Linked DNA regions of Mus musculus: regions 2, 3, 4, 5, 6 and 7 are each linked to region 1. The links are chromatin contacts, called in public HiCAR-type, HiChIP or PLAC-seq and promoter capture Hi-C maps. All regions are on one chromosome and are shown on one strand. The core of a region is the stretch at or near the end of the contact, and the rest is flanking DNA. Distances in the headings are between cores, read along the strand shown. Region 1 holds the start of A430105J06Rik (a long non-coding RNA gene). Region 2 holds the start of Iars2 (isoleucine-tRNA synthetase 2, mitochondrial). Region 3 holds the start of Rab3gap2 (RAB3 GTPase activating protein subunit 2). Region 4 holds the start of Slc30a10 (solute carrier family 30, member 10). Region 5 has its middle 36 kb from the start of Gm35023. Region 6 holds the start of Eprs (glutamyl-prolyl-tRNA synthetase). Region 7 has its middle 63 kb from the start of Gm35023.

Region 1 (4,080 bases), core at 1,573-4,072:
TGCAGATTCCTGAGAGATGGGCCAGCACAACAAGCTGGTAGGAGGCACACCACTCCTCGAGTGAAAACTGAGCAACAGTTCTATAATCCATGGTCACCTTTCCAGAGAGACTCTGAATTCACCAGAGGAAAACAATCATCTCCTAGGATATCAAATTCCGAGGAACACCCAAGAATGTGCATTAACCAAAGCCCTGTCCTACCAAACTTACAACATGGAGGCCCCTTCACTGTTATCACTGCCACAGACGGTGTGAATGCTGGAAAGCAGGATGCGGAGCACGGAGCTCAATGGCGGAGCTCTTACCTGGCATCTATGCGGTCTCTCACACACAGAAAAGTTCACTTTGCGGTTTGTTTTGTTTGTTTGTTTGTTGGGGGTGAGTAAGCACATTTGGGGCTCTTCAGAGGACCTGAGTTCAGTTCCCAGCACTGCGTCAGGAAACTCATAAGCATGTGTAAGGCAGACTCCAGGGGATGTAATTATATAACGCCTCTGGCACAGACCCACGTGCACATAAATACAAATACTAAAAAAGACATAGAGCCAGCTAAATGGCTCAACAAGTCAATGCCCTTGCCACAAGCCTAGTGAGGACCTGAGTTCAATCCTCCTCAGCAATAACAGAGACCCTACTCCTCCTACAGGCTGTCCTTTGACCTCCGCGTGTGCAGGTGCTGATGTAGCACGTCTGTCCCCCCCCCCCCAATAAATAAACAATGCAATTTACAACTTTTAAAGACTCTAATATTAGAGACACAACAACTCCATTGAATGTGGTTCTAGATTAAGAAGAAAAGCTTTAAAAAAAAACAGCAACAAAAGAGTTGGCTTAGTAAATGTAGCTAGAAGAGCCCGTTTCTGCAGCCAAAAGAACAGCTCCAAGCTGAGCCCTAGTCACTTAGGGACCAACAAGACCTGATCCTGAAAAGTAGGTGGTGATCATCACAGAAGCTGCAGACAGGCTGTTAGTGGTTCACAAGAGGATACATTTGACCTCATAACTGTGGATTCTCTATTTGCAAGGTCACATATGTGGGTGGTATCATTAGTTTTGAACAATATAAATACTTCCCGCACATGCCCTCACCCAGACACACTCCATCCTGACCATTTCTTGTGTTCACATCCTCTTGTAACTGTAACTCTAAGTCACTGCCTAGAGGGTTACTGTAACATAATAGAGTGCAAACATTCATTGGATGTTTCTATATTATATGTTTTCATTATATTCATTATATGTTTCTATATTATTCAAAAGCCTCCTTAACATATGATCTAAAGCTGAAGAAAACTTTAGACACCTAGTCAGTATTTGTGCTGAAAAGAACATTTTCCCTCGCAATTATCTAATATTGAGAAAAGAAATCCAATTTCCACCCAAATCCGAAAGCAGTGTTGATGTCTTACTTAAATGTAATAGTGTTTTTTTTTTCTTAGACAGTAATGCTTACAATTATTCAATTCAAAACTGTACCATAGGAGATAAAATGGCTGAGCAGGTAATGGCACCTGCTGCCAAACTCCTATAAGTCCTCAGACCTCCACATGTGGGTACACAGCAAATAAACCAATGCAGTAAAAACACCACCAGGACCAGAGCTTCTAATTCCTGCCCAACAGGTTGTTTTTTTAACCCCTCTGGTGAGGGCTGAGGACCTCAAAAGCTTAGTCAGCTGCTTCTTGGTCTTGAAGTCCAAGTGCACTCATTCGTTAACTTATGGACCCCTGAGTGACAGTTGTTGATCTAGGAACTGAGGTTCAAGTGTCTGCACACTTAGGGAACTTTCAAACAGCACAAACGCTTCACAAGATTTAAAACGTGGTGCTTTTAAAGTGAGCAGAGTGGGGCTGGAGAACATGTGCATGCATTGCTCTTCCACAGGAACAGTTTCTTCCTCAGCAGCCATTCAATCTCCTCTCACGCCCAGCGCACATACATACAACTTAAAAATAAATAAAGTAATAATAATAATAAAAGCGTCTAAAGAAAGCAAAGCATCAAGCCTCAAGTGAGAGTGACAGAAAAGGCTGCATTAGAAAAATAAGGGAAAATCTCTTTGACAAGTACTGGACCAGAGACTGAAGTCAATGAAAATGTAGGTGACATACAGGTGTTTCAGGAATACTGCAGGCAAAAGGCAGAGACCTCCAGAATGAGCAGCCAACATGAACAGAAAACAGCAGAGCAGCAAGTGACCAGACCTATCATGCAAGTTAAAAGCAAGTTAAAAATTCTGAATGTTACTCATGAACTAGTGGCTTCCCGTAGTAACTGAAGCCACATTCGCGGTTAACTGAAAGCATTAGCCACACCGAAGCAGTAAAGGAGTGTGGGAGCCAAATGCCTGAGCTTCCTAAGAAGCTCCTGCCAAGAAGTATGTTTAAAAGTAGCAGCCAACCCCAGCCACACAATGGGGAGACCTCCGGAGACTCACCTACCTTTCATTCTGAAACTGTATCAAACGTTACTTCAGTATCTCTCCTTTACCATTTCTTTAACTCTCTCTTTTCTAACTCCCAAAGGCTCACAATCCCCCCTGCACAGTAACAGTATTTCTTCTCTCTTGTGGCCTCTTGCTGCTGGCTCCCTGAGCCTATCCCACCCATTATTTCAATCGCGACCCTTCCTTTCACTTTGCTAGGGGTTCCAAATAGAAGCTCGCAACATTGCTCTTACAGCCGTTTCTATGATCTGCTAACAAACTGACTGGCTGTAAGTAAAAAGAGTCAAATCCTCCCAAAGATGCGAACATTTTGCAAGGTTCTCAATACCAGCTTTGGTTCTTCTGTGCCCAAACACTTAGCCTATGTTTTGATCTGCGACAACTAACCGTGTTTTTACTCCACTTCTAAGCGGGTACAGGACCTGCAAAAGGCCTGGGGTTATCGCCTGCCCATCTTTTGCTCTGCTCTTAATTTGTGTACTGCCTGTCATTATCTCTTCCTTTACTGTTAAGTTTCTGATTGGCACCGGCAGTTTCGCCCATCTCAGTAACAGCTGACTGAGTGGAAACACAAAATTAACCGTGACAGCGAGGAGCCTCGGAACAGCAGGGCTCCTCGCCCAACCTCACTCGCCCCACACACTCAACGGCAAGGAAACGCAACCCTAGCCATGGGAAGGAAGCTCAGCCGCCGAAGCTCCGCCAGGCCACATTACCTTCTCCATCAGAAGAGTCTTTGACCTCATCTTCTAGCTTCGACGCTGCAGCCTTGGCTACCATCTTCATCTTTTTCTTCTTCTTCGGAGAACGCTTCAGTATCTCCCCTGGGCTCACACGTGAGTCCTGAACGGCCGCAGCCATCTTGGCTCGCCGGAAGTGCCACCTGATAATTCCGTCGTGTTGCAACACACGGAACTTCCTCCTCTAGTTCCGGAACAGTTGTCCCGCCTGAAGTTCCGCTGTGGGAGCCTCGGGTAGGGACGGAGAGAGGACACGACCTACCGGTTTTCTCCGGCAGAGTCGGTTCCTGGCCTCACCCCGGCCCCTTCTGGGCGGCTGCTGCTGACTGCTCTCCTTTCCCTCCCCCAGAAGCTGGGTTCCGAGTTAGAAACCGCATTCCGAACCCACTGAATCGAGACTCTCCGAGAAGGAATGGATAACAAGGGAACAGCTACGGAATCAGAAAGCAAGCTCAACTCTTAACATGTTCTTGTGCTGGTTTGGCTTTTGTTCTGTTGTTGTTGTTGTTGTTGTTGTTGTTGGCTATTGTTCTGTTGTTGTTGTTGTTGTTGTTGTTGTTGTTTTTCCCCTAAGGACCAAGCACGGTGTTTTTGAATGGACGTTTCTGGATTTTGATAGATCTGAGAGGCTGCCCGGGTAAGGGGCGGTGGAATGAGCCATGTCCTAAATCCTCCCTAGCACCTGCCCTAAACTAAAGCAGCCTTGCAGTTAGTCCCAAGGTGGGGTTTGGGGGTGAGGGCGACAATAGGATTACCCTCCTAAATTAAACCTTTAAATCCTACCTAGTTCCTTCACTAATCTGCTAAACTCAGACTCCACCCTTCCTTCGAAGGACTACAAATGTAAGGAATCCCCTTGGTTTTGTGACTTGCTCTTGGATTCCCCACCATAT
Region 2 (3,777 bases), core at 211-2,710, 1.4 Mb before region 1:
TTATTTATATAAGTACACTGTAGCTGTCTTCAGACACACCAGAAGAGGGCATCAGATCCCATTACAGATGGTTGTGAGCCACCACGTGGTTGCTGGGATTTGAACTCAGGACCTCTGGAAGAGCAATCAGTGCTCTTAACCACTGAGCCATCTCTCCAGCCCTTCAGTAGTCTTCAAAAATCCCAACAATTCTTCAGACTAAAGTGTAAACGTTTATGTGGCATGGTGGCTCTAAATTCTTAGCAAGTCTCTCAGTATTCACTACCTCAATACAGACCTGCTGAAAAACCTGTCTATTCCCAGTCCACTCTGCCACCCAAAACACACTGGTAATTTATTCTTTCAATTCTTTGGCCTCAATAATTCCCTAAATCCAAAGAATATTCAGGCTAACGCTATTCACTTAAGCAGTATTCCTGATTATCAGAAATATCTTAAATACTCTAGTGTGCAGACACTAACGAATGAATCTCAGACGTTAGCAAATTCAGTATGACATAGGAGACAGATACCGACGACACAGGGGACCCAGAAAAGGGCCGCTACTTTGTCCTTCAAAGAAATCATGATTCCTGTGAAAAACCTAAACATGTGACTAAGGTGGGGTTCAACCTCCCTTCTTTGGTAATACTTTTATAATGTTTTAAGTTTAGTTTTAAGTTTCTCTTTGATTATTCGTGTGTGGTGCACGCGAGCGCGGGTGCCTGCAGACAGAGGTCAGGCATCGGATCTTCTGGAGTTGGAGTTACAGGTGGTTGTGAACTGCCAGACTTGTGTGCTGGAAACGGAACGCGGATCCTCCGCAAGGGTGGCAAGCGCTCTTAGGCGCCGAGCTACCTCTCCAGCCCACTCCTGAAGTTTCATTTACACATGCTCACGCTGGCTACTTTCTGACAAGTGACAAAGGGAAAAGTGTGCAAAGCCGACTCGCTGGGAGCGGAAATCGGAAGGTGCTCGGTGCGGCTCCGGGCTTCACTTTGGAACCCGGCCCGCTGGGCGCTCGCCGGGGAAGCCGCGCGGCCTGCAGGGTTCCCGCAGAGCTGGCCCGCCCCGCCCTGCTCGGGTGGCCGCGTCCGGTACCTGCTGGATCTCCAGCTCCATGTCGGACTGCTGGCGGCCCAGCAGCTTCATCGGGAAGCTGGTCTGCGGCAGCAGCACCGTGTCACGGTATCTGCCGCCTTTCGAGCTGCTCTGGGGGCTGTCCGCCCCGGCCACGGATCGTACCACGAGCCTCCTCGTCATCCCCAGACACCCTAGGCGGCTGGGCAAACGGGCTGGCCCCCAGAAGCTCCCAGCCGCGGCGACCGCCGCCGCCCCGGGCCCGCGAGGGCACAGCCCCCAGTGCATGGTGGACGAGCCGGGCGGAGCCCTCCGCACACGGCCCACGGCAGCCGCCCGGTACCTAAAGGTAGAGACCCTTGAAGAGCTCGGCGGCGAGGAACTGCGCACGCGCTCCGGGGCGGAAGGGGCGGGGCAAGAGCAAGGGCGGGGTTTTCCGGCTTGGAAGTCTGTATCTCTACAGGTCTTTCATGAGGTCTAGTAGGGGTAGAGAGAGGTGTTTACTATCACTCGGCTTTCCCCAATCAGATACATTTAATTAACTTGTCCAGGGTCATAAACAAAAGTAGCAAAGCTAAAGCCGTGCAGTGGTGGTGCAGGGGATTAGTCCCAGCACATGGTGGCAGAGCCAGTCGGGTCTCCAAGTTCGAGGCTAGCCTGGTCTACAGAATGAGCTCCGCAGGACAGCCAGGGCTACACGGGTTTACAACTGTAATTTTGCCATTTTTGTGCCACACTTTAACAAAAATGTATAGAAAGTGACTACAAACAAGATAAAGGAAGGGGGGAAAGGTAAGCACAGGCAATTCATAAAAAAAATATAGCCAATGAATGCAAAACTATGCTCACCTTTGGGAGTCAGGATGACACAGAGCCATCTAATAGATTAGAACAAGCATGAAGTTTGGTAGCAAGTATCGAGAGAGTGGAAACGTGGACTGCCAGAGGTAGTATACAGCCTGTTTTGCCTTCTCATTTCCGTGTGTGTGTGTGTGCATATTTGCATGTGTGGGCATGCATCTATGTGTGCATGTGGAAGTCCTAGGTTGATGGTGGGAATCATCTTCCATGCCTCTTTCACCTCATTCAAGGAGTTAGGGTCTCTCAGAAACAAAGAGCTGGCCCATATGGTTAGTCTTTCTAAGCAGCTGGCTCGGGGGATGCGGGCCTTCCCCCGCACCTGGAATTATACACGGTGTTTAAGCGTTTTTGTGAATTCTCCTGTTTGTACCACCATCTCCCCTGCTCTGTAGTAAATGACAGCATTTACAATACCGTTCTCTGAACTGTAGTTTCCCATTTGAGAACCTGACTGACAGCTGTCATCTCACAGCAGCATGAAGAAAACATTACCACCAAACTCTCCAGAACAACTAGCTGTATTCAATCAACTAGGCTGTTTTCTGGGAAACCCTATGAGAAGATATGTAGCTGGTCTGAGCTACTTTGTGGATTCTTTTCCCATGCTTTATTCTCCCAGTTTCATCCTCTACCTCTAGATAGGAGAAGAACAATGATAGAGGAGAGAAAAAGAGATACAGACCCCAATCTTATTTTCTCTGTGAGCACAACTATGCCACCCTGTCTCCACTCTTTAGCATTTATATACCATCTGAAAAGTTGATTTCAAATATCATACAATCACAGAAATTATCCACAGGTAGCAAAACCACGCCTCTGCTAGGGCAAGAGGCAAATCAGAGTCAGCAGCCGCTGTCATAGTTGGATGGTCTGAAGCAGCCCCATATCCCCGCATCTGGGATTCAAGCAAAAACATTTGTTTGTCTGTTTTTTTAAAAACAAACAAAAACAAAAAAAACAAAACTCCAGAATTCTCCCTACAAAGATACTGTGAGCTCATGAAAGAGGCATACTTCCCAGAGTGCCGGTGGACTCTGCATCTCAGTGGCTAAGCTAAATCCATGAGAGAGAATGTATCTGTCCGTATTTATGGCAATTGTTACGCCGTTACAATGTAACTACAAAAACTAATGTATGGACTGTTAAGTTTTTTGTTTTGTTTTGTTTTGTTTTGTTTTGTTTTTTGATTTATTTATGTGTATGAGTCTTTGCCTGGGTGTATTTATGTGCACCATTTGTGTGTCTGGTACCAGAGGAGGTCAGAAGAGGTTGTGGAGCACCATGGAACTAGAGGTTTGGATAGTTGTGAGCCTGTGCTGGGAACCAAACCCCAGTGCTCTGGAAGAACGTGTGCTCCAAACTGCCTGCTGAGCCATCCCACCAGCATCCAGTGTACGGCTTTAGAGGGTGTGTGTTGTAGACATTTTTACCACACCTGAAAGGTATGTCTAAATACAGAGTAAATGAAATAAACTAAAGAAGTCTTTCCCAGGGCTGGAGAGGTGGCTCAGCTGTTAAGAGCACTGACTCCTCTTCCAGAGATCCTGAGTTCAATTCCCAGCGACCACATGGTGGTTCACAACCATCTGTAATGGAATCAGATGCCCTCTTCTGGTCTGTCTGAAGATAGCTGCAGTGTACTCATATACATAAAATAAATAAATTAAAAAAAAAAAGTCTTTCCCAATCCTAGCGATATGTAAGTGGTGTGTGTGGACATTTCTCGCTGGGCTGGTGAGAATAGGAGTGTGTAGTACAGGAAAAGCTGAGGTAGGACTGCCAAGAATTCGAGGCCTGCCTGAATGATACCGTGTGTGTGTTTATATGAATGTATATGAATATATGCATGTATATGAA
Region 3 (3,871 bases), core at 415-2,914, 1.5 Mb before region 1:
AGTATCCTGGAGCTCTTGTCTCTAGCTGCATATATATCAGAAGATGGCCTGGTCGGCCATCAGTGGAAAGAGAGGCCCATTGATCATGCAAACTTTATATGCCCCAGTACAGAGGAACGCCAGGGCCAAGAAGTGGGAGTGGGAGGGTGGGGGAGTGGGTGGGGGAGCGTGTGGGGGACTTTTGGGATAGCATTGGAAATGTAAATGAAATAAATACCTAATTTAAAAAAAAAGAAAAAAAAGAAAGTAAGCTAAATGGGTTTCAAGAGCTTCATCAGAGACAGAGCAATTTTTTTTTTCATTTACAAAATTAGGATAACACATTCTTTTGAAGTCAGCCATGGTACAGTACACACATATAATCCCAGTGCTTGGACATTGAGGGGAATTGAAGGTTTGAGGCTAACCTGGACTACATGGCTAGACCTTATCTCAAACAATCAAAGAAACAAGACTCCTTGAAGATATTTATGACAGTCTAACTGGGCAAGATATGGAAATGTACTTTCAAATCCAAGTAAAAGACTCAGGTTGGTCTTTAATTTATGTGTATATACTTCAGTAAGTATTTATCAAGGACTCAACTGGGTGCCAGATCCCATGCTAGAGACCAGGTATTTAAGGGGTTAAACGGATCCCCAGTCCTCCAGGAGTCTATAAGGATGGTGCTTTCCTTATCCAAAACCCAAAGGAAAAGTACAGGGTCAGTCTCCCCAGCTCTGTTCTGCCGTGCTGTTTTGTTGTTCTTTCCCGCCTAGCATTCTCTCAGTTTTAGTTAGCTGAGTAAGTAATTGCTTCACTTGGCCTGTGTTAGTCACTAGCTTTTTAGTTCCGTAGGAATGTGTCCCTTTCTGTTCCGAAGCTCTGTGCCTAGAGTGTGGCTGGCACGGAAAACACTAACAAATACTTGTTGGGCGGTTAGATGAACAAACGGATGAAAAGGCAAACGGACGATTACAGAGCACCATTCAATACTGCGCTGGTCCTGTTACTACATCGGGCTTTCACAGAACCGTGGCAACTTATAGATAGGAGTATTTATTTAATACGAGCCCTTAAGGAGCTGCTTTCCATCGCTTTGTTACTTGAGACACTGTTTTTGCATTGTAGCCCAGGATAGTGGCTTCAACAGCCAGAAATTCACCTGCCTCAGACTGAGGTAGGAAGGATTACAGGCATAGGCGCCGCAGACTCTTTTGGGAGTTGGGGTATAGGTGCTGAGGATAGCCTTCCACATTAAAAAAAAAAAAAACAAAAGCACAAACAAAATTACGAAGTTCTCAGGCACCTGCCCACACTCAGCTTAAACCGCCTGATCTGCGAACGATCTAGGTCGTGTCCGTAGAAGCACACCAACAAGATTGTTTGGGTGACTCAATGGCCCCCGCAAAGTTCAATTAGATCACCTTTGGAGGAAGGCCAGAATGACGGGACAAGCTCGCCCAAGAAAGAATGCGGCCAGGCTCCACGTCTAACTCTCCGCCACAAGACCGCGAGTCACGTGTCCGAAGCTGCACCCTCCCTCGGCTCCCGCTCGGCCCGCGCACGCGCAGCTTCGGGGCGTCCCGCGCATGCGTAGCACCCTCCCCTCGCGAGGAGTGCTGACAGCTTCCGGTCTGGCGTCCCCGCCCCCCCAGGGTAGCTGAAGCTTTCGGGGCTCCGTGCTGTCAGCCTTCGGGTGGAGTGGCCCGGGCGTGGCTAGGGACCACGAGCCCCGCGAGGCGGGGTCCCTGCAGCCATGGCCTGCTCCATCGTCCAGTTCTGCTCCTTCCAGGACCTGCAGTCCGCGCGCGACTTCCTATTCCCTCACCTGCGGGAGGAGACCCCCGGCGCCCTGAAGAGGGACCCGAGTAAGTGTCCCGGCGACCGGGACGCGGCTGCAAGCCTCCCTTCCCTCGGCGTCCCGTCTCTCTCAGCCTCAGCCTTTTGCGTCTCCTGTCCTGTCGCCTGTCTGTCACCGCTCCCCACCCCCTCCTTCCCAGTCCCAGCTCCACGTCTTCTCCCTATGCACACCACCTGCTCAGAGATAGCATCCTCCGTCCCAGTCCCTGCCTAATGTCAGCCCTCCACCCTGTGCTTGTTCCAACTCCCATCCTTCTCCATTTCTGGCACTGTATGTAGCCTTTGCTCTGCCCCTTCAAGAGGTGCTTAGCATCCCCACCCTCTTCCATCTCTTTTCTGTCATTCAGATTTACGGAATAAATGGCCGATTGGCAAGTGAAGGGTTTTTAAGGTGGTGAGTAAACTGCCAAGTAAGAAAAGTAACCTCTTAGGAAGTGAGGAGAATCCAGGGTAGGAACTAAAATTACAGCCACATGGTCGAGAAAAGTTAATTGGCGTCTATTGAGGTGAGAAACAGCGCCTGTTATTACCATCAAACAACGTTAACAAGCCCTACTTCATGAATATAAATCCCAAAGCTGCTTACTAAATGCTGCGTATTACCTGAGGATTTTATTATATGCTCCTTTATTTCTCCTTTTGAAAGAGGGTATCTTACTCTGCTTTCTTTATTTTTAATATGAAAATCACTTTGCTCTGTAGACCCAGTAATAATTTTTAAAAAACCACTCTCCTTTTCACTATTTAGAAGCTATCCCAGGGCACTAGGGAGATTCTGCTTCCTAGTAGGGTCTGTCTGAAAAGTAATGTTTGAAAATATCAAATATGGGAGGAACTAGGGATGAATAGTTTGTACCAGTCATTGCTGCTCCCTACCACTTAAGTTTGGTAGTTTCCGTCTGGTAGCACTATGATTCACTGGTAATGTCACGTGTGAGTGAGGGTGCTCTAACATGATAGATGGCTTGACAGGCGCGTGTGTTGAGAGAGAAAGAAGGCCATATCTGAAATGCTTGTGGAGACGTCCAACACTTGGTATGGCAGCTGGAGTCAAGGTGATAATTAGTTAAGGGTGAAGTGTGGTTTCAGTCTATAGAATGCTAACTGTTGTGTCGTGGACTCGCTACTGACGAGAACCTTAGGAAGAGACTGAAGTTGGGGAGTCTTGTAAGGGTTCTTGGGGAGATGGGAGAGAGGGGCACCAGGTGATGGAAATGTCTCAGAAGCTGAAGGAGAGAATCTGACCCTGGTGAGGGGTGGTCAGCAGTTTGGGAAATGTGGCAGAGGTCAGATAGCAGTGGTTTGGGGACGATGACAGCCACTGGGACCCTAGTGCCATTTCAGTGGCACAGTGGCCAGAAGTGTGGGTGTAGGGCCTTGGGGGAATTGGAAAGGGGAAAGTGAGGAAGGTTGTGTGGGACAACAGACGTGGGGTGAGAAACGGGATGTAGAGAAGAGGGGCACGCTTAGATTCTTCTAATTAGATTTCAACAATAGTCCTGGTAAGCTTCAGGGGGTGTGTGTGTGTTCTCACATTCTCCTTATAATCCATAGAGGGGTTTTTGTTGTTTTTTTTTTTTTTTTTAATTATACTTAAACTTAAACATCAATCATTCTGGGCCAGTGAGAAGGCTCAGCAGGTAATAGCTTACTTCTAACCCTGACTACCTGGGTTTAATCTGAAGTACCCACATGATGGAAGGAGGGTACTGACTCCTGCTAGCTCCCCTCATCCCTACACATATACTGTGACACAGACGTGTGTTGTGCTACACACACACACACACACACACACACACCCTAAATGTTTTTAAAAACTACAATCCCTGCATGGGTTCTAAGACCTTTCCTTTGCTGCCTCCCTGCCCATTGGTTTTGAGACGGAGCCTGGGACTTACTATGAGCCCAGGCTGTCCTCGATCCTCCTCTCTTGTCCAGCCTCCTGAAGGCTGGAGTGCAGGTCCAGCCACGCTTACCTGTGCCTGAGTCCTCTGCTCTTGCTGTTGACTGTGCCTGGGACGTTCTTTGC
Region 4 (4,218 bases), core at 836-3,335, 1.3 Mb before region 1:
CCTCTGACCTCCCGTAAGCCGTAGCATGTGTGCCATGCATACGCAGAGCACACCCCTCCCCGACACACACACACACACACACACACACACACACACAAACACACGATAAATACGGTGTGATAGAAACTAAACAAATGGACATGCTTTCAGGAGAAGGCTCAGAGGGAAGAGGGGGCTTCACGGGGTATGAGAAGTAGACCCGAGGGTGGGGACTGCAAATAATCCCAATACATTATATGCGTGTACAGGGCTGGCAAGAGTAAATTCAATCCAAATTATCAGTATTATTCTTTTTTAGGTTGAGTGTTTTGTTAGTGGATTCCAGTCTCAAGCCAATCCTCTAGGACATTTGAGAGTAAATGCCTGCACCACTGTCCCTTGCTGCACCACTGTCCCTTGCTGCACCACTGTCCCTTGCTCGTTGGCTTTGCTTTGAGGAAGGCATAGAATGTATTTCCAAGCTCCAACCCTGTGCATTTTCTCCATGAGGGTGGTTAAAGTTTATGGGGAGACACGGTTATTGTGCTTTGCCTTCAGACCCTTCCTAAAATGAGTGAGGCACAGGGCTCCCCCATCCACACCCCACTTGTCTTAGCTAGGGTTTTACTGCTGTGAACAGACACCATGAGCAAGGCAACTTGTAGACAACCTTAGCTACCTCCGGAACACAGCTTCTCTGTGCTCTCAGGAAACACTTCTCCGATTTCACCTCGGTGATGCTGGTCTCTTCTTAATCACTGCTGATTTCTTAGCTACAGTCAACCAGCATCCATTGTCCCAGTAGTTCCTTCTGTTCTTGACCCTAAAGCCAGAGCCACGTGCTGAAGTTGCTGCTTGCTGGGGCTGGAACATGGCCCCCTTGTTCTATTACAGTATCACCGGATTTCTGTTTTCCAACTCCTTTACTGCCTAAGCTTGGCTGTCCTGGAACTTGCTCTGTAGACTGACTTTGAACTCAGAGATCAGCTTGGCTTTGCCTCCTGGGATTAAAGGGGCGTACTGCCATGCCCGAACCTAAACTTAGCTGTTGTGGTCTTGCCCCAAGGTCACCACATATTAAAATCCTTCTCCTCTGAAACCTCTAGAGCCAGGCTTCCACAGTTCAAATCACCCTCAGCAACAAAGTCTTCCATATTCCTGCTAGGATGGCTCACTGAGCCCCGCTTAGAGCATTCCACTGCTTTCCAAATCCAAAGTCCCCAAACCCACATTCCTCCAAACCAAAGCCTATCACATCGATACCTCAGTCGATGGTTACCAACTTCTGTCTCCGAAGTGACCAACAGCAAATACCCTTTCTGAAGGGGCTGCAGTGTAGACTCTCAAGTCCAGGACATGTTCCCTTTGAGTGATTGTCACTTGGAACAGGGTCTATTTGGAAAAAAAAAATTGGGTCAATTGAACTATGAGTATAGGGTCACCTTTAGGGGCAGTAGAAATTCTTTCTGACAGACTAGGAAAGGAGACCAAACCTGGCTTCTTTGATGGCCAAGGGACACAAAGAATCCCAGCCTTGGAGTGCTATACCAGTGCTCCATACTAATGCTAATAGCAGTGGCAGCCATGCACCCTGGGCTGCCTGCCTTCCTCTCCTCTGTAGACAGCTCGACTCAGATAGAGACCCCTAAAAGGGAGATGGCGATACTGTGCTATAAGGGAGTAATAGGATTCGTGGCCTTTGTGAAGAAGAAAGGATAAAGGGTTTTGACTATGGGTTCAGGGACAGGGGTTAACGGGAGGAATGAGATACCATTTAACCAGTGGAAAAGCAGGAAACACCTTTAAGGGCACTAGGCTCCACCAGCTCATATGGAATCTGCCCTGCAACTCGCATCTGGGCACGTAGGCAGCGGTGCGCACACCCACTACAGCCTAGGTCCTTATCAGCGGCATACACAGATCTGTAGTAGCCCAGGGGTGAAGGCGGGGTGGAGTTGGAGGAGCGGGACCATCCCGTGCATCTCTCTCTCAGAGAGGGTGGAGGTGGAGATTTAAGAAGATTGACATCCCAATGCGCCCCTCCTCCCAGCAGCTCCGGTCTCCAGCCCAGACCTAGAAGGAGACACAGGCTGGTGGCCACCAGCCAAATCAAGCTTGGGCGGCGAGGGAGGAGGGGCAGGGGCCCCGGGAGGTGGCCTTTGCGACTCTGGGGCCACTCCTGCAGACTCTGGTCCCGCGAGCGCGAGCTGGAAGCATAAAAGGTCCGGGCGGGTAAGGGCGGGCCTGCAGCAGGAGGTGGGCTCCAGACCGCCCCCCCCACCCCCCCCGCCAACCTGTTGCGGGGCGCAGCGGGCTGTAGAGATGGGCCGTTACTCAGGCAAGACGTGCCGGCTGCTGTTCATGCTGGTGCTCACCGCGGCCTTCTTCGTGGCCGAGCTGGTGTCGGGTTACCTGGGCAACTCCATCGCGCTGCTCTCGGACTCGTTCAACATGCTGTCAGACCTGATCTCGCTGTGCGTGGGCCTGGGCTCCGGCTACATCGCGCGGCGCGGTCCCCGCGGCTCCAGTGCCACCTACGGCTACGTGCGGGCCGAGGTGGTGGGCGCGCTCAGCAACGCAGTCTTCCTCACTGCGCTCTGCTTCACCATCTTCGTGGAGGCCGTGTTGCGCCTTGCGCGGCCCGAGCGCATCGACGACCCGGAGCTGGTGCTTATCGTGGGAGCCCTGGGGCTGGCGGTCAACGTGGTGGGGCTGCTCATCTTCCAGGACTGCGGCGCCTGCTTCTCCCGCTGCACGCGGGGTCGCCGGACCCGCCCTTCGCAGCAGCCAAGCCAGGGGGATCCTCGTGGCGCTTTGGGGTGTCCCCAAGAGGCTGCGACAGCCACAGCTCCTGGCTCGGGCACAGCAGTGACTCTCCGGGGGTCCTCGGCCGGAAGAAAGCAGCAGGAGGGCGCGACCGTGTTCTCTAATGTAGCAGGTGCCTTTCGGTTGCATCCTTCCGGACTGGGAGCACTTTGTTCTTCCCTCAATTCTCCCTCCTCCTCCTGGCATCTGGACCCCTTTACTCATCCACTACCTCTTTTTCGGCTCGTTTTCTTGACTGATTTATCAAAAAGTCCCTTCGCTTCTCTTCTCACTTAATTCTCCATCTTTCCCTCCCTCCTCGTTCTCCTTCCTTGCTTGCCTTCTCTCCCCCCTCCCCCGCCCCATTTTCCTCTCTTTCTCCTTCTTGACCCTGTAGTCCTTATCTTCCCCTCTCCTGTGGCAGTATTGATCTTGGAAATCAATTCTTAACTATTGGGCAACGGAGCATTTCCTATCCTGCCCCTTCTCCGGTGCTAACTGGATGTTTCCTCCCCTGACATCGGTGTCAGGGCTATCTCCTGCCTCTTGGGTATTGAGGATCTGGGGGATAGGTGTAGGCTTATCCTTGTCCCGTTTTTAATTTGAAAGCTGTGTGTGTGAAGACCAAGGGTGGACCTCGGGCTTCCTCTGGGTTAAAAGGTACCTATTTGGGCTGAGTGTAGGAGAAGCGGGGGACTCCTGTATGCTAAGAGGAATTGAAAATAACAAAACCGCATTTTGAGATCATTGGTTCTTTTTGTTTGTAGAACTCATACACAACACAAGGTTTCTTCTTTGAATGCAGGTGATTCCCTGAACACCGAGAATGAACCAGAAGAGACGACGAAAAAAGAGAAGAAGTCTGAAGCACTCAATATCAGAGGTAGGCTTGTCTGTGGGCTAGCTCCGGCTCCTTTCCCTGACTCACGGGTCTGTGCTGTGAGTACTTCTGCTTTTAGGAAAGCAACAGTGTGCTGGGAAGTGGGTCAGTTACCTGCAGACTATGACCCTCTCCTCTTGCCTAATCATCGCATTGATTCTGAGGGAGAAGCTGGTTGCTAATGATTTATCTTTGCTCTAATTAAGCCACGCTGAAGCTGCCTGTTCCTGGGCTGACCAGATCAGCGCCATGTTCCTCTGAGTTACACATATGTGTCATGTTCTCATGAGCGTCACCTATCAGTGTCATAACCTCTTGATTGCTACATATGTATCATATCCCACTGATCCCTAGATGTCCCTGTCATGGTCTCCCGAGTTCCACTGAGTACCAAATAATGCCATGTTCTCCTGACCTCCACATGCGTGCCATGTTTTCCTCATCTCCACATATGTATCATGTTCCTCAGATCCCCACATATCCTGGCCACGTTCTCCTGACTCCGACATTTGTGTCATGTTATTCTCATCTCCACAGATGCATCATGTTCTTCT
Region 5 (4,010 bases), core at 989-3,488, 1.1 Mb before region 1:
AAGAGGTCTCTTTCCTAGGATGTTATGAAAGAGCTCTGCTGTAATTGAAACCCACTCCCTTTGTTTCGTGTCTGCAGACATGAAAGGCCATTGACTGGCACTCACGTTTTAGAGACTCTTTACTTTGACAAAGGATGTTAAGAGAGTCCTTTAGTATCTAATTCCAGTGTCTTTAACTGTAACCTTTCATCATTACACAAGAGGAAGGTTTCTAGACAGGCATGCTGTCATTATGGGTTCCCTAAGAGCATAGTCTTAAGACCTCTCAGATTTCCAGGCCTTGATGTCCTGAAGAGGTTTTGACATCCCCATGTCTTGATTTCATCCAATGTTGGGTTTTCCAAAACTGTGGTAAAGATGTTTAACATGAGAGCTACCCCCTTAACAGTTTTCCAGTGTACAGTCCTGCATTGTTCACTCTAAGCATGGTGATAGAGAGCAGATCTCTGGAACTGACTTCCTTTGAGTAACTGAAATTTTACGTTAGCCTTTGTTAAGGGCAGGTTGCACCACACATATATTTCCAGTGATGTAAACGTCTTCTCTTGTAGCTTTCACCAAGCTCAGCTATGAGCAGTGGGGCCATCTGGATCATCTTGGCTGCGATACTTTTAGTAAAAGAGAAATGATAACCCTGACTTTCGCTGCCATGGTTAGACGGTTCAGCAGAGAGGGAGATAATTAATCTTATGCAACACACATGACTGGAAATTTTGAAAGACTTAAGACATTCTAAGGTGGTGAACAGATCCTCTTGCTGCTCAAGCCCTTTGCTTTCAACCCTTAGGAAAGAGTGAACCCCAGGCGGATCCAATTAACTTGTCTGCCATTGATTTATCTAAAGTATCCTTTTGATAATCTGTAATACCCTCTCCCCCCACACTTCCCTCTCCATGTAGATTTTGCTTGTGTTTTTGTTGTTGTCATAGGAAATGTAGAGGCTGAAATGTTAGTGTTGAGTAGCAGAAGATCCTCTGGGTACGTTACCACCTCTGACACTTGCAACCTTGATGGGTAATTGCCTGAGGATAGGGGATAGTGAGGAGGCCTGACGCTGGTCTACCAGATGATCGAGTGCTGCACGTTAGAAAGTGGGTTTATAAGAGATACAGCTGAGAAGGGAAGAAAACCCCACATTCTGAAATTAAACCAACCAGAGTCTAATAAAATGTCTTTTAAAATTTCTTTTACTTAGCCAAGGCCTTAGGAAATCAGTTTATATCTTGGTACTTTTATTTCTCAGAATTAGGCCAGCATTGTATGCTGTAAAGAAAGAATTCAGTTAATAGTTAAAGTGCATATCAGCATCTTATATATGTTTCAGGTACTCAGTAATGTTTTTAGGTCATCAGAGGTTTAGGGTTCCCAATATGTAAGCACCTAAATTCTTGTGTATTTTTTTAACTCTTTTAAAAAAAGATTTATTTATTTATTTTATGTATGTAAGTACGCTGCCACTCTGTTCAGACACACCAGAAGAGGTTATCAGATCTCATTACAGATGGTTGTGAGCCACCATGTGGTTGCTGGGAATTGAACTCAAGACCTCTGGAAGAGCAGTCAACGCTCTTAACCACTAAGCCATCTTTCAGCCCCTATTTTTTTTTAACTCTTAGTGGAATAGTTTAAATTCTTTTAACTCATGAATCTCTTTGTCTGCTATTCTTGCTATTTTAAAAAAGCATTTATTATGTATTTATTAATTATTTATTGTGTGTTTCCTCATGCAAGCCAGGGAAAAACTTCTCCTTCCACCGTTCAGGTTCAAGGGCTCAGACTCTGCTCATCAGTTTGGGTAGCAGTGCCTTTGCCTGTGGAGCTATGTCATTGGGCCCCTGGCTACATTTTTGGAGCTGCAAAAGTGTTATGTTTTCATACCAAGTAAAAAGAATGGTGGGCACTGTGTAGAAACAGAGGGTGAAAGGTCAGGTTTGCTTTTAAACTTAAACACTGGGTAGGAATCTCCTCTGTTCTGGAGTGGTCAGGGAAACCAGTTTGAAACTTTGAAGAGCAGTCCAGGTTTAAAAGGAATGGGAGCTACCCATCAAATATAATTCCAGCATCAAGAGTATCTTAAGTTTTAGAAAGATAAAAATCATTCTAGAATAGCCTTAAGCATCAATACTCTTTGGGATAAGGAGCCACCTCAGTGACCTGCACCAGTGTGGCCAGATCTTCGAGCCTTAAATACGTGTTCCTGAGGAATAGCTCTTATGAACAGAAAAGGCCAGGGGATGGGTGAGTGGGCAGGCGTGTCGCACAGGGATCTGTTCTTGGATAAAACCGAGGACAAAGAGACAGTGGGTGACTCACATTTAGGGGAAACATAATGACTCAATAATTATTTGCTGCCAAAACAGAGAGAGAGAAAGAAAGAAAGAAAGAAAGAAAGAAAGAAAGAAAGAAAGAAAGAAAGAAAGAAAGGGAACCATCTAAATGCGTCCTTGCTCGTAGCTGGCTGTCAGACCCCTTCTTATTCTGAACATCCGTCCTCTGATTCTAAGCATTTACGATGTTGCAGAAGGGGAATTTGCTATAATAGAAAATGTACCAGTATTCAAGCTGTGGGTAAATCTTTGCCTTCCTTTTCTTCCTGAGGCTACACTCCCTAGCAGCCCCGCAGTGGCCACAGAAGAGACTTTGGACGAGTAGAATTTGGATAGGAAGAGTGTGTGCTACTTGCCAGTTTACATGTTTCCAGCCTTGGTTAGGCCTGTTGCTGAAGTCCAGAGAAGCGTGGCATCCACTGAGGTCTTGGGTTACTTATTATGGGAGCTTGTGTTGTGTCTGAAATATCTGCAAAGAACAATGCTTTAGATGTCATTGTCCTGCAGAAAGGGGCACAGAAAACCTTTGCCCAAGAGAGACAGACAAGACAAGAGAGTTCTCCACAGGAGCCTTAATTAATTAATTAACTTATTTATTATTTTTACAATTGAGGAGGCCTGTGTTCCTGCTAATGCAAGAGGGGTGTATATCCTATGCACTTGTTTCTGGCAAGGCTCACCAAGACTGTCCCCCTTCATTTTTCCTTTTTCTTCCTTAACTTGTCCTTAGGTGTCTGTCCTCAAAATGAGCTGGAAGCTGTCTCATTATGTTGCTTTGTTTTGATTGTACCAGTAATTAATACTTAATGCCATTCAAAGTCCTATCTCTTAATTACGGGCTCCTAGCCAGGCCCTTGTGGCTACAGTCTGTGTCAGTTTGTGTCCAACTTTACACACAGTAAATCAAATATCAATGTGAGAAATGATGGAAGACTTAAAAATCTGATGAAAATCCTACTGACCAGCTGCTCCAATAGCCCATAGAGGCACTGTTAAATAAGAACATGGAGAAAACGTTAATGCTGTTGGAGGAGAAAGCCAACAGGGAAGATGGCAACATATGTACTTGTGAGTGTGGTGTGTTTGTGTGTGAGTGGTGTGTGTATGTGTGAGTGGTGTATGTGTGTGAGTGTGTGCATGAGTGTGTGTGTATGTGAGACACACACACACACACACACACACACACACACACACAGAGAGAGAGAGAGAGAGAGAGAGAGAGAGAGAGAGAGGTGGTGGCATGGATATCAAATGGTAGCTGTGCTTAGAATTAAAATGGCCTTGAACATTCTCCTCCAATGCTGATGATTTGTATATGTTTGGCCCAGGGAGTGGCACTATTGGAGTAGGCGTGTCACTGTGGGAGTGGGCTTTGAGACCCTCATCCTAGCTGCCTGGAAGTCAGTATTCTGCTAGCAGCCTTCAGATGAAGATGTAGAACTCTCAGCTCTGCCTGCACCATGCCTGCCTGGATGCTGCCATATTCCCACCTTGATGATGATCGACTGAACCTCTGAACCTGTAAGCCAGTCCCAATTAAATGTTGTCCTTTGTAAGACTTGCCTTGGTCATGGTGTCTGTTCACAGCAGTAAAACCCTAACTAAGGCAGTGCATTTCATGATCATTCAGGAAAAGTCGAACGTGAAGCTAAATCATCCTCTGCCATCCTGCCAGGTATGCAA
Region 6 (4,066 bases), core at 1,101-3,600, 1.4 Mb before region 1:
GCCAGAGAAGGTATGGGATTCTTTCCTAGTTTTATGTCAACTTAACAGAAGCTAGAATCATTTTGGAAAAGGAATGTTTCCACCAGATTGGCCTGTGGTGCATTTTCTTGACTGATGATTGACGTGGGAGGGCCCAGCTCTGTATTCAGTGACATTCCTGAGATGGTGGTCCTGGGTACTATAAGAAAACAGGCTGAGCCAGCCCTGAAGAGCAACCCAGTAAATAGCGCCCCTCCATGGCTTCTATATCAGGTTCCTGCCTCCAGGTTCCTGCTTGAATCCCTGCTCCTACTCAGCTGCAGTGATGGACTGTTATCTGGAAGTGTGAGATAAAATAAGCCTGCCCCCATCCCAAGTTGCTTTTGGCCATAGTGTTTTATGAGAGCAACAGAATTTCTAACTAAGACACCCTGCAATCTGAGTTATATATGTTTGTGAGCCACCATGTAGGTTCCAGGAATTAAACCAGAATCCTCTGTGAGAGCAGCCACTGTTCTTAACTGCTGAGACACTCCTTATCCCCACCCCCTAAGTAAACATTTTAAAGTAGCTCAGTGGTGATTTCCCCAGCATGCATCAGGGCTTCGGATACAGGATTGGGGAAACGCCTCATTTTTGTGACATAACCCATTTTCTGCAGTTTGTTTGTTTGGTTTTTTTGGTTGGTTGGGTTTTTTTTTTTTTTTTTTTTTTTTTTTTTTTTTTTTTTTTTTTTGTAAATAGAGTTCTTTAGTTATTTCAGGTCAATCCTTGTGATAGATAGGTAGATATAGAGATTCTGCCTCAGACGATCAAACCAACAAATAAGTATAGTAATGGTTAAAAGACAAGAACTTCAAGAAAGACTTCAGGACTCAGTGTTTAGTATCTTAAGAGTAGAACACTTGCAGAGCCTTGGCTAGATTGCTCAGATGCAAAACCAAAAGCACACTGCTGCCCTAATATTTGTCCTGTTTCCGGGTGTATAAGTAGGCATCTTTCAGGGGGGTTTCTAATCCAAATTCTCTGTGATGCATGTGTTTGCCCAGGGCATTTTCCAAAAGTTCAAGTTCAAGGTGCAGGCGAGATTTCAGAAGCAGTACATATTTACCCTTACCTTCCAATAGCCTCAGGAATGTGCCAATGTTTTCATGTAACTATAGGGTAGCTATTTCTTTGGGTCCCTGCCTCTGAACCAGCATTTATACACAGCCATTTTGCAGCCGGCAAGGTACTTCTATTACAAAGGAATGAAAGAAGGCACCAGCCAGTGCACTTAATGCCATTTTGTTTCTTCTCTGACTCAATCCCCTACCCCCAGTCATACTCTTCTCTAATTACCTTGGATTCCAGAAATGACAAGACAAGTCTATCATGAAGACCTCCTCAGAGGCAGCCACTATGATTCAAAGTTGGAGTTTACTATGTGATTTTTTTTTTTTTTAAAGCATGGGAGTTGACAGGTGCTCCAAAGAGGACGCATACCACAGTCACACTTCATGGTCTTAGCAAGAACACTGAAGTTATTATTTTTAAAGGTTATTAAGGAATTTGGTCATGGGCTGTTCCTGAATTGTTCTTTTGTTTCCACTGTGAACACAAGTTAACTGTTGTGAGGTTCGCAGACCATCCTTAAGCTCACATACGCGTAGGCCTCCAGCCTGAATTATTATTATTGGTTTTTTGAGACAGGGTTTCTCTGTATAGCCTGAATTATTATTAACCCTCTCATTTGAAGATGCTTCTCTCTAAAACAGACAAACAAAACCCCCAAACATTGTCAATATTGGCAGGCTTCACTACAGATAGTAACATCTGGAAATCTTGATTCTCAGGGCCAGGAGGCCCAGCAAGCAGGTCCTTTTTCTCTTTGTCCCCATAGTTTTCTGTATTTCTAGCTTGCCTCCTAGATGCTGGGACGTGCACCACACCAAACAATCCTGAAAATATTTCCTTTTAGAGAAGACTGAAGGGAAGCTCCCTTATACCCAGTGTAGCTCGTCGACTTTGTGCATGGATGTGCCACTGCCCCAGAATGGACTAGTCTATCGTCCGCCTGCTTCCCTCACTTTCCGATGGGTCTTAACGGCTGTTCCTTTTCCACAACGGAGTGGCACCTCACGGGTGCCCAGTCCTGCTGCCAAGAGGCAACTGGAGCGTGCGGTTAAGGTGGAGGCGACGCACGGCGATTACGTTCAATAGCGTTCGCCAGACGTCAGTATCCGCGGGCCGGGGACGGGAGAGAGGCTGAAATGTCGTGGGCGCGCAGCGATGACGCACAGAGTAGCCTGCCTTGACCTCTCTGCAGTCGTGGCGCGTGGAGTGGGGCGGAGCGAAGGCTGCCTTGGCGGGCGCATATTTATGACGTGTCGTAGCGTGCGCACCGACTCCGGCGGTGGCGGCCCGTGGGGAGGAGTCAGGGCTGCGGTGCCTTCGGTCGCGCGCACACGTTGCATCTCCTTGCTTCCACCTGAACCCTCGCCGCCAGGAAGGCAGCCCGACGAGTAGACCGCAGCTCCTGGGAGATGGCGGCGCTGTGCCTCACGGTGAACGCCGGAAACCCTCCGCTGGGTAAGGGCGCCGCCGACCCGCGCGGGTTGCATCAGCGCGTGGGTGCGGGGCTGGTGCCGCGGCGGTCACGCCGAACGAGCCTCCCGCCCCGGGACGGACGGGCCTGTTCTGCTCTGCGGGGAACCCAGCCCCGCGTGGCCCCGGCCTCTGTCCGCTCGGGGCGCCGTCTCCCGAGGCCCGCTGTCCCGGGAGTGGGGGGACAGGACCAGAGCCCCGCGGGGAGACACGAGACTATGGCTGCGACTCTGCCAGGGTCCCAAGTGGCTTTTGAAGTGGAATTAAAACCCCAACTGTCTGTCCGGCCCGTCCTTTTAATGCGATCTAGGAACCTCCCGCCCCTTCCCCACCTCTCAGGAGATCTGAATTCACTTGCCCCACTTTCCCTTCGGTTGTCGAGTTAAAGGGAGCAAGGTAGACTTTTCTGTCAGCACTTGGAATTTTTACTGAGGCTGCGTTGGCTTGTGGTCGAAGGCTGTAATTACGGAAAGCCGTAGGAACGCTGCGGACTAATGCTACTGGCTGTTTTACTACACACCCCGTGGACGTAGTCCAGGCTCGAGTAAACGTCATCCTACGTTCCATTCGAAATTGATTTTTCAAAGTGGCTAACGCTATTGCTAGCTAGTTTAAAATTTCTGTCTTTTCATTACTTTGGGAAACAACCCAAAAATTTTATCATGTAGACTTGGAAGTACTTTTTCTAATACTCAAAAAGTCAGCCCCTTGAATACAATTGGCCATGTGGGGCTGATGAAATTTCTTGCAACCTCAACTTTGACAGCAGTCTGCGCCTATTGGAGTGAAAAGACATTTATTTATGTATTAATGCGCTGGGAAACAGCTCAGGGAGCTTTGCATTGTAGGCAAGCACTTGACTGTTGAGCCACACTCACCAGCCCTAAAAATAGACTGTAGCAATCGCTTGAAATGTTCTAAAATGATAACATTTTAGCATGTTAGTTCCAGTCTCTGTATGCTAACCTCACAACAAATCCATGAGCCCTGAAAGAAGTAGATGTGATTCTTGGTTTGAAACGGCACTAGGTAGATGATGCTGACCTCGTGGCTAATCCTGGAGGCCTGAGTTCTGCCCGCTGCGGAGTGCAGTTGAGATTCCTTGATTTGTTCTGTAAGGAAGAAGGAAACCTTTCCAGCGCTGGTTGCCAGAATTTAGTGAGACTACAGGAAGAGTTTTTTCACATTTTAGCTGTTCAGTGCATAGCTAAACTATAGGTTTGGTTTTTTTTTGTTTTTGTTCCCCCCCCCCCCCCCCGGAGGGGTGGGGTGTGTGTGTGAGGTTTTTTGTGTTTGTAAAAACTGCCTTGAAAAATCACTGCAGGGGACCATGAAGTCTGTATCCTTAAAACTCAGAATCAAATTCTGCTGGTATTCTGGAAAACACTCTTAAATTTGGTTTGCATTTTGAACTCTAAGCCAGTTAGAGAATGTATATTATTTTTCTGCTTGCACCTCTTTCTCTTATTTTAATTTTTTATTGCCTATAGATCAGATATAT
Region 7 (4,123 bases), core at 1,506-4,005, 1.1 Mb before region 1:
TGGCCATCCTGAGGGGTTGGTATTAATTGTCAGTCTGACACAGTGTAGTCACCTGAAAGAGGAGCCTCTGAAAAGACCTGAGGCAATTGTCTGGATTATGTTCATTGACATGAGAGGACCATCTTAATTTTGAGTGGGTCCTTCACCTGAGAAGGGGGTTCTGAGTTGTATAAAACAGAGAAAGGAGCCATGGCATGAGCATGGGGTCGTCCATCCCTCTCATGTCTGGATGCTCAGGCGTGCTATAACCAGCCAGCTTCTCCCAGCTCCTGTTGTCACGATGCATCGTACCCTGTAATGGGAGTCAGAGTAAAGCCTTTCTCCCTTAGGTTGGGTTTTTCAGAATGTTCTATCATAGCAACAGGAAAGGAGGCCAAGGCGCCCAACTAATCAAGGATGGCGGTTAATGAGTGGGCCATGCCATTGGCTGGTGTGACCAAGAGGACGAAAGCAAAGATTGGTGAGAACTTGAACTTTATGTAAGAACTCTGGTAACCTGTGTTGAGCATTTCTAAGGATAGCGCTAGTGCTGATGGAAGGGGGAGTTTTCGGACATCAAAGTGAGTTTAGCTGGAGGCTAATGAGCTGGCTTCTTCCTTCTATGACTATCTTCCAAAGCAGGAACACTTTACTCATCTGAGATGTCTAGATGTTTTGGATTTCTTAGATTGGATAGTTGAATGTCTTGGGAGTTAAGTAAGCAACATTTCAACCCACCACTCCCAAAGGAAAAAAGGGTCTTAGGGACACGCATGTTCTCTTTTCTGTTGGTTCAGACACTATTGTGAGTGTCCAGTGGAAGGAAATCTCTCCATAATACAGATAAATAAACAAATGTTAGTAGGATGAGTAATATTTCTTTTTATAGTGCTTTAGACCAAGGCCATTCCCAAGTACAGAAGAACAGGAAGGGGGTTCCAGATGAAACCTGCCCCGCATTGCTTTGTGGCAATGGAAAATGGTGATGTAGCGAGGCACACGCAAGAGAGATTTTTTGGACGAGATTGTTGGTGATGTGCAGACTTTAGGTAGACAAAAGGAAGGGATGAGGACGGAGCCAGAGCCGGGCGTGGGGCACATGCTTACAGTCTTGGCTCTTGGGAAACAGAGGCAGGAGGGTCAAGAAATCAAAGCCAGCCTCAGCTGTATAGTAAGTTTGGGGGTAGCCTAGGCTACATGGGGCCCGGTCGCAAAACCACTCCCAAATGTAATTGAACAGATCCACTGGTAAACATATCCGGTGCTCAGTCTGCCCCGACACCTTTGTCTTCTTTAAAAAATTATCATTCTTTTAAAAAAGACGTTGTTTATAAGAGAAACTGGAATGCTATAAAAATGAGTTTGTAATCCTCACTGGATTCCACTATGATGGGAAAAGCCCCATCACTGGGCATCCTCCACAGTCAGATATCTCCTTTCAGCAAAGCCTTGGTACTTGGCTCGGGAGACAGGAGACAGGAATGCTCTTTTGTTTGTCCTTACGGCTAATAGAGACTTGCTTAAAACATCATTAGTCACCGGGCTGGAGTATCTCTGAGCAACGCCTGCCACCCCTTGAGGGATGGCAGCCAGAAGGTGATCAGGGACTTCTGAATACTTCTAAGGAAATCTGAAATGCAGGGTCCTGAGGGTGGCCAGGTTCTCTGAAACACAGCAGGTCAGTTGAATATCCGGGAGGCACCAATGTCAAAACCAGCTGCCACTTGGATATATCTGTAAATTCTTCTTAGTGCTAAGCAAATGAGAAATTATAGCAGGACTTAGGCATGGGCAGAAGTTAAAAAATCAGGACTCCAGGAAATGGCTTAGGGGTTAAGAGTGCTTATTGCTCTTGCAGAGGACCTGGGGTTCAGTTCCCAGCACCCATAAATAGTCGAATTACAACCTATGTTCGCTCCAGCTCCAGAGGGATCATAGGCCCCTTATGACAGGTGCACATAAGCTTACACACCTGCACCCACTGGTACACAAAGTCACCCACACTACACCTATATGTGCACACAAGAGTGTACACGTGTATGCAAGCGAATGCACTTGCGCGCGCACACATGCACACACATACACACACACACACACACACAAACACACTAACTACACAGTGAGTTCAAATTCATGACCAACTTACAGCGTGAAACCTTCCTTCCAAACTAAACGATCCACAAATGACTGGGAATATATTCATTGTCAGATATATTCAGGGCTCAGTTTGCTTTATTTTTTTGTTTGCTGTGTCTTTTAGATTCTATGGGATTCTCCCCTCCCCGCTCTCTTTTTTTGTCTTTAAGAAGAGAGAAAGGAGAGAATCGAAGAATCACCAAGGCAACTTTCTCCTGCAGCTCTGACTTCTCCCGGCTTTGTCTCCAAATTTTGAGCCAGCCTGGGTGAATGAATGTGAATTTTATCCCTGAAAACAGAGACCAGCTGTCTGATGCCGGCTTCTCTTGCCTGTTTGATTGGCAAGGCTTTCTGTCTCGCTTCCATTAGAGAAGAAATACTGTTTAGATTTCGACACGAGATATCGCCGGCGGAATAAACAGTGCCGTTCTCATGATAAAGTAGATGTTTAAGAAGGAAGGTTTATTTAAACCTTCTAGTGAACCACATTCCACTTGAATTCCGAGACACTCCTACAGGAAACAACTTTTATCAACTTAATTTTGCTATTTTCCAAGCCTGTTGTACACCCAGCAGCACAGTGTATGCCTTGGTAGCCGGGTAACCTTTATAACTAGAGGCTGAAAAGAGGTGCGCTCAGAGAAAAGGCCGAGTACTGGAGGTGAACGGCAGGGGGCGCTCGAAGACTAGGCACTGCGGGAAGGCTAAGGGCCTGCTAAACCAACTTTTAAAAATTTATTAATTCTTTGAGAATTTTATAGAATACATATTGATTATATTCACTCACCATTCTTCCTTTAACTCATCCCAGATTCACCAACCTCCATAATGCCACCCCTCACCCAACTTTATGTCTGTTTCTGTTTCTTTTTAAAAATATCTCAATCCCCATTTGTGCTATTCATACAAACCCGAATGAGGGGCCATCCCCTGTATCCCAGTCCTTTTCTTCCTCCTCTTAAAATGTAGGAAAGGAAAAATGACAGAGCCGCAGCCAGAGAACACAGGACGCCAGAGCACCAGAGACATGCAGCTGAGGAACCGAGTTTTAAAATTGCTCTTTCTTTCAGAGAACTCAAGGAACTTAGACCACATACTGTTATTTTCCACGCCAGTCATTCCACAGCTGTCCTGGCAAACATCCCCTTCTCTTCAGCAGCCTCCTAACTTTCATCCCACCCTAAAGTTCAATTTGGGCCCTGGGCTGCCCCAGCCGGGGAGATACTGTGTAGCATTCAGATCTGAGTGATCATTAAGCCTGAATACTCTAAGCAACAAGACTCAGGTGATTGTAAGCCTCTGGCTGTTCTTTATAACTAGACTTCTGAGTTCAAAAAAATATGTCTGTTAGCATATTCAAGGAACTCCCAGGCTGGGGAGATGATGTAGTTCAAACTTGTGCAGTCCCAGCGTTGTTCCTTCCTGGGAAGTACAGACAGGAGGATCGCTGATGCTCAAAGGCCAGCTTGCCTGGGGAGGCTCTGTCCCAGATGCTTAGAACATAAGAATCAACACCAGCTTGGTTGTCCTCTGACCTTCCCTTTTGTGATGGGCACACATGTGCTCACATTCACACGGGTGAATGAACATGCATAGTCGTGCATACACACACACACACACACACACACACACACGCACACGCACACGCACATGCACACTCGCGCACACACACACACACACACACACACACGCACGCACGCACACACGCTCTCACACACACAGAGCACACACAGAAAGGATGCTCTCTTGTAGAGTAACCAGAGTTCTGGCTGAATCAGTGGAGGATTTAGAACAAAACTCGTAGTTGGCCTAGGACCAGCCAGAGTCAAGCTCCCGGGCCTCCCAGGTGGTGTGGCCAGTCACTCCTGAGAGGGTAGAAGAAGACAGGGATGCCCTGGTGTTGGGATTCAGAGATGTGCACTGAGGAGCTCTGCTTTCCCATTTATTGTTTAATCTCCCAGGCATGTGTTTCTTCATTTGTAGGGTGGCAATTCTTATATTTGAGTTG

What was found. Promoter capture Hi-C pulls out the DNA fragments that hold promoters and counts their contacts. HiCAR-type assays count read pairs that join an accessible place to other places. HiChIP or PLAC-seq counts read pairs in DNA pulled down with a chosen protein or histone mark.
Region 2: a contact with region 1 is called in a promoter capture Hi-C map of pre-B cells. The contact joins the promoter of Iars2 here to the promoter of A430105J06Rik in region 1. A contact is called at or near these places in 7 of 39 promoter capture datasets (the C10 cell line, cranial neural crest, embryonic stem cells and 3 more) and 2 of 115 datasets of contacts at active chromatin or transcription factors (embryonic forebrain and pro-B cells).
Region 3: a contact with region 1 is called in a promoter capture Hi-C map of pre-B cells. The contact joins the promoter of Rab3gap2 here to the promoter of A430105J06Rik in region 1. A contact is called at or near these places in 6 of 39 promoter capture datasets (the C10 cell line, embryonic stem cells, fetal liver and 3 more) and 2 of 484 Hi-C or Micro-C datasets (B cells and the G1E-ER4 cell line).
Region 4: a contact with region 1 is called in an H3K27ac HiChIP or PLAC-seq map of embryonic stem cells, with 5 times the contacts expected there. The contact joins the promoter of Slc30a10 here to the promoter of A430105J06Rik in region 1. A contact is called at or near these places in 8 of 39 promoter capture datasets (the 3T3-L1 cell line, embryonic stem cells, frontonasal cranial neural crest and 5 more) and 5 of 115 datasets of contacts at active chromatin or transcription factors (embryonic forebrain, embryonic stem cells, forebrain and 1 more).
Region 5: a contact with region 1 is called in a HiCAR-type map of fibro-adipogenic progenitors, with 5 times the contacts expected there. The contact joins the enhancer-like site here to the promoter of A430105J06Rik in region 1. A contact is called at or near these places in 8 of 39 promoter capture datasets (the 3T3-L1 cell line, 3T3-L1-derived adipocytes, the C10 cell line and 5 more), 2 of 115 datasets of contacts at active chromatin or transcription factors (the 230-238 cell line and fibro-adipogenic progenitors) and 1 of 9 other capture datasets (pancreatic islet).
Region 6: a HiCAR-type map of astrocytes shows a contact between it and region 1, with 5 times the contacts expected there. The contact joins the promoter of Eprs here to the promoter of A430105J06Rik in region 1. A contact is called at or near these places in 11 of 39 promoter capture datasets (cranial neural crest, embryonic stem cells, hematopoietic stem and progenitor cells and 6 more) and 5 of 115 datasets of contacts at active chromatin or transcription factors (astrocytes, cardiomyocytes, embryonic stem cells and 2 more).
Region 7: a contact with region 1 is called in an H3K4me3 HiChIP or PLAC-seq map of stem cell-derived neural progenitor cells, with 5 times the contacts expected there. The contact joins the enhancer-like site here to the promoter of A430105J06Rik in region 1. A contact is called at or near these places in 9 of 39 promoter capture datasets (3T3-L1-derived adipocytes, the C10 cell line, cranial neural crest and 4 more), 7 of 115 datasets of contacts at active chromatin or transcription factors (cardiomyocytes, embryonic forebrain, fibro-adipogenic progenitors and 4 more) and 3 of 9 other capture datasets (adipose tissue, liver and pancreatic islet).

The regions. Positions count from the first base shown.
Region 1 is chr1:186,746,001-186,750,080 of GRCm38.p6, forward strand. It overlaps A430105J06Rik (a long non-coding RNA gene), which reads left to right and starts at 2,823. Exons shown (of 2, transcript XR_003948551.1): 1 at 2,823-3,824. Rrp15 (ribosomal RNA processing 15 homolog (S. cerevisiae)) reads right to left here and starts at 3,358. Exons shown (of 5, transcript NM_026041.2): 1 at 3,164-3,358. The coding sequence starts at 3,308.
Region 2 is chr1:185,327,941-185,331,717 of GRCm38.p6, forward strand. It overlaps Iars2 (isoleucine-tRNA synthetase 2, mitochondrial), which reads right to left and starts at 1,461. Exons shown (of 23, transcript NM_198653.3): 1 at 1,081-1,461. The coding sequence starts at 1,347. It also overlaps a transcript of Bpnt1 not described here.
Region 3 is chr1:185,202,504-185,206,374 of GRCm38.p6, forward strand. It overlaps Rab3gap2 (RAB3 GTPase activating protein subunit 2), which reads left to right and starts at 1,665. Exons shown (of 35, transcript NM_001163754.1): 1 at 1,665-1,850. The coding sequence starts at 1,739.
Region 4 is chr1:185,452,763-185,456,980 of GRCm38.p6, forward strand. Slc30a10 (solute carrier family 30, member 10) reads left to right here and starts at 2,086. Exons shown (of 4, transcript NM_001033286.2): 1 at 2,086-2,917; 2 at 3,590-3,667. The coding sequence starts at 2,302. Gm2061 (predicted gene 2061) reads right to left here and starts at 2,806. Exons shown (of 3, transcript NR_040305.1): 1 at 2,274-2,806; 2 at 1,243-1,371.
Region 5 is chr1:185,652,968-185,656,977 of GRCm38.p6, forward strand. No RefSeq gene overlaps it. Among named protein-coding and RNA genes, the nearest start is that of Gm35023, 36 kb to the left of the region's middle. Within about 2 kb of position 2,239, at least 2 of the 459 cell types and tissues checked have an H3K27ac peak or open chromatin away from gene starts, as enhancers often do. A contact at or near this core is called in fibro-adipogenic progenitors, where this site is marked.
Region 6 is chr1:185,360,694-185,364,759 of GRCm38.p6, forward strand. Eprs (glutamyl-prolyl-tRNA synthetase) reads left to right here and starts at 2,351. Exons shown (of 32, transcript NM_029735.2): 1 at 2,351-2,550. The coding sequence starts at 2,505.
Region 7 is chr1:185,679,311-185,683,433 of GRCm38.p6, forward strand. No RefSeq gene overlaps it. Among named protein-coding and RNA genes, the nearest start is that of Gm35023, 63 kb to the left of the region's middle. Within about 2 kb of position 2,756, at least 24 of the 459 cell types and tissues checked have an H3K27ac peak or open chromatin away from gene starts, as enhancers often do. A contact at or near this core is called in stem cell-derived neural progenitor cells, where this site is marked.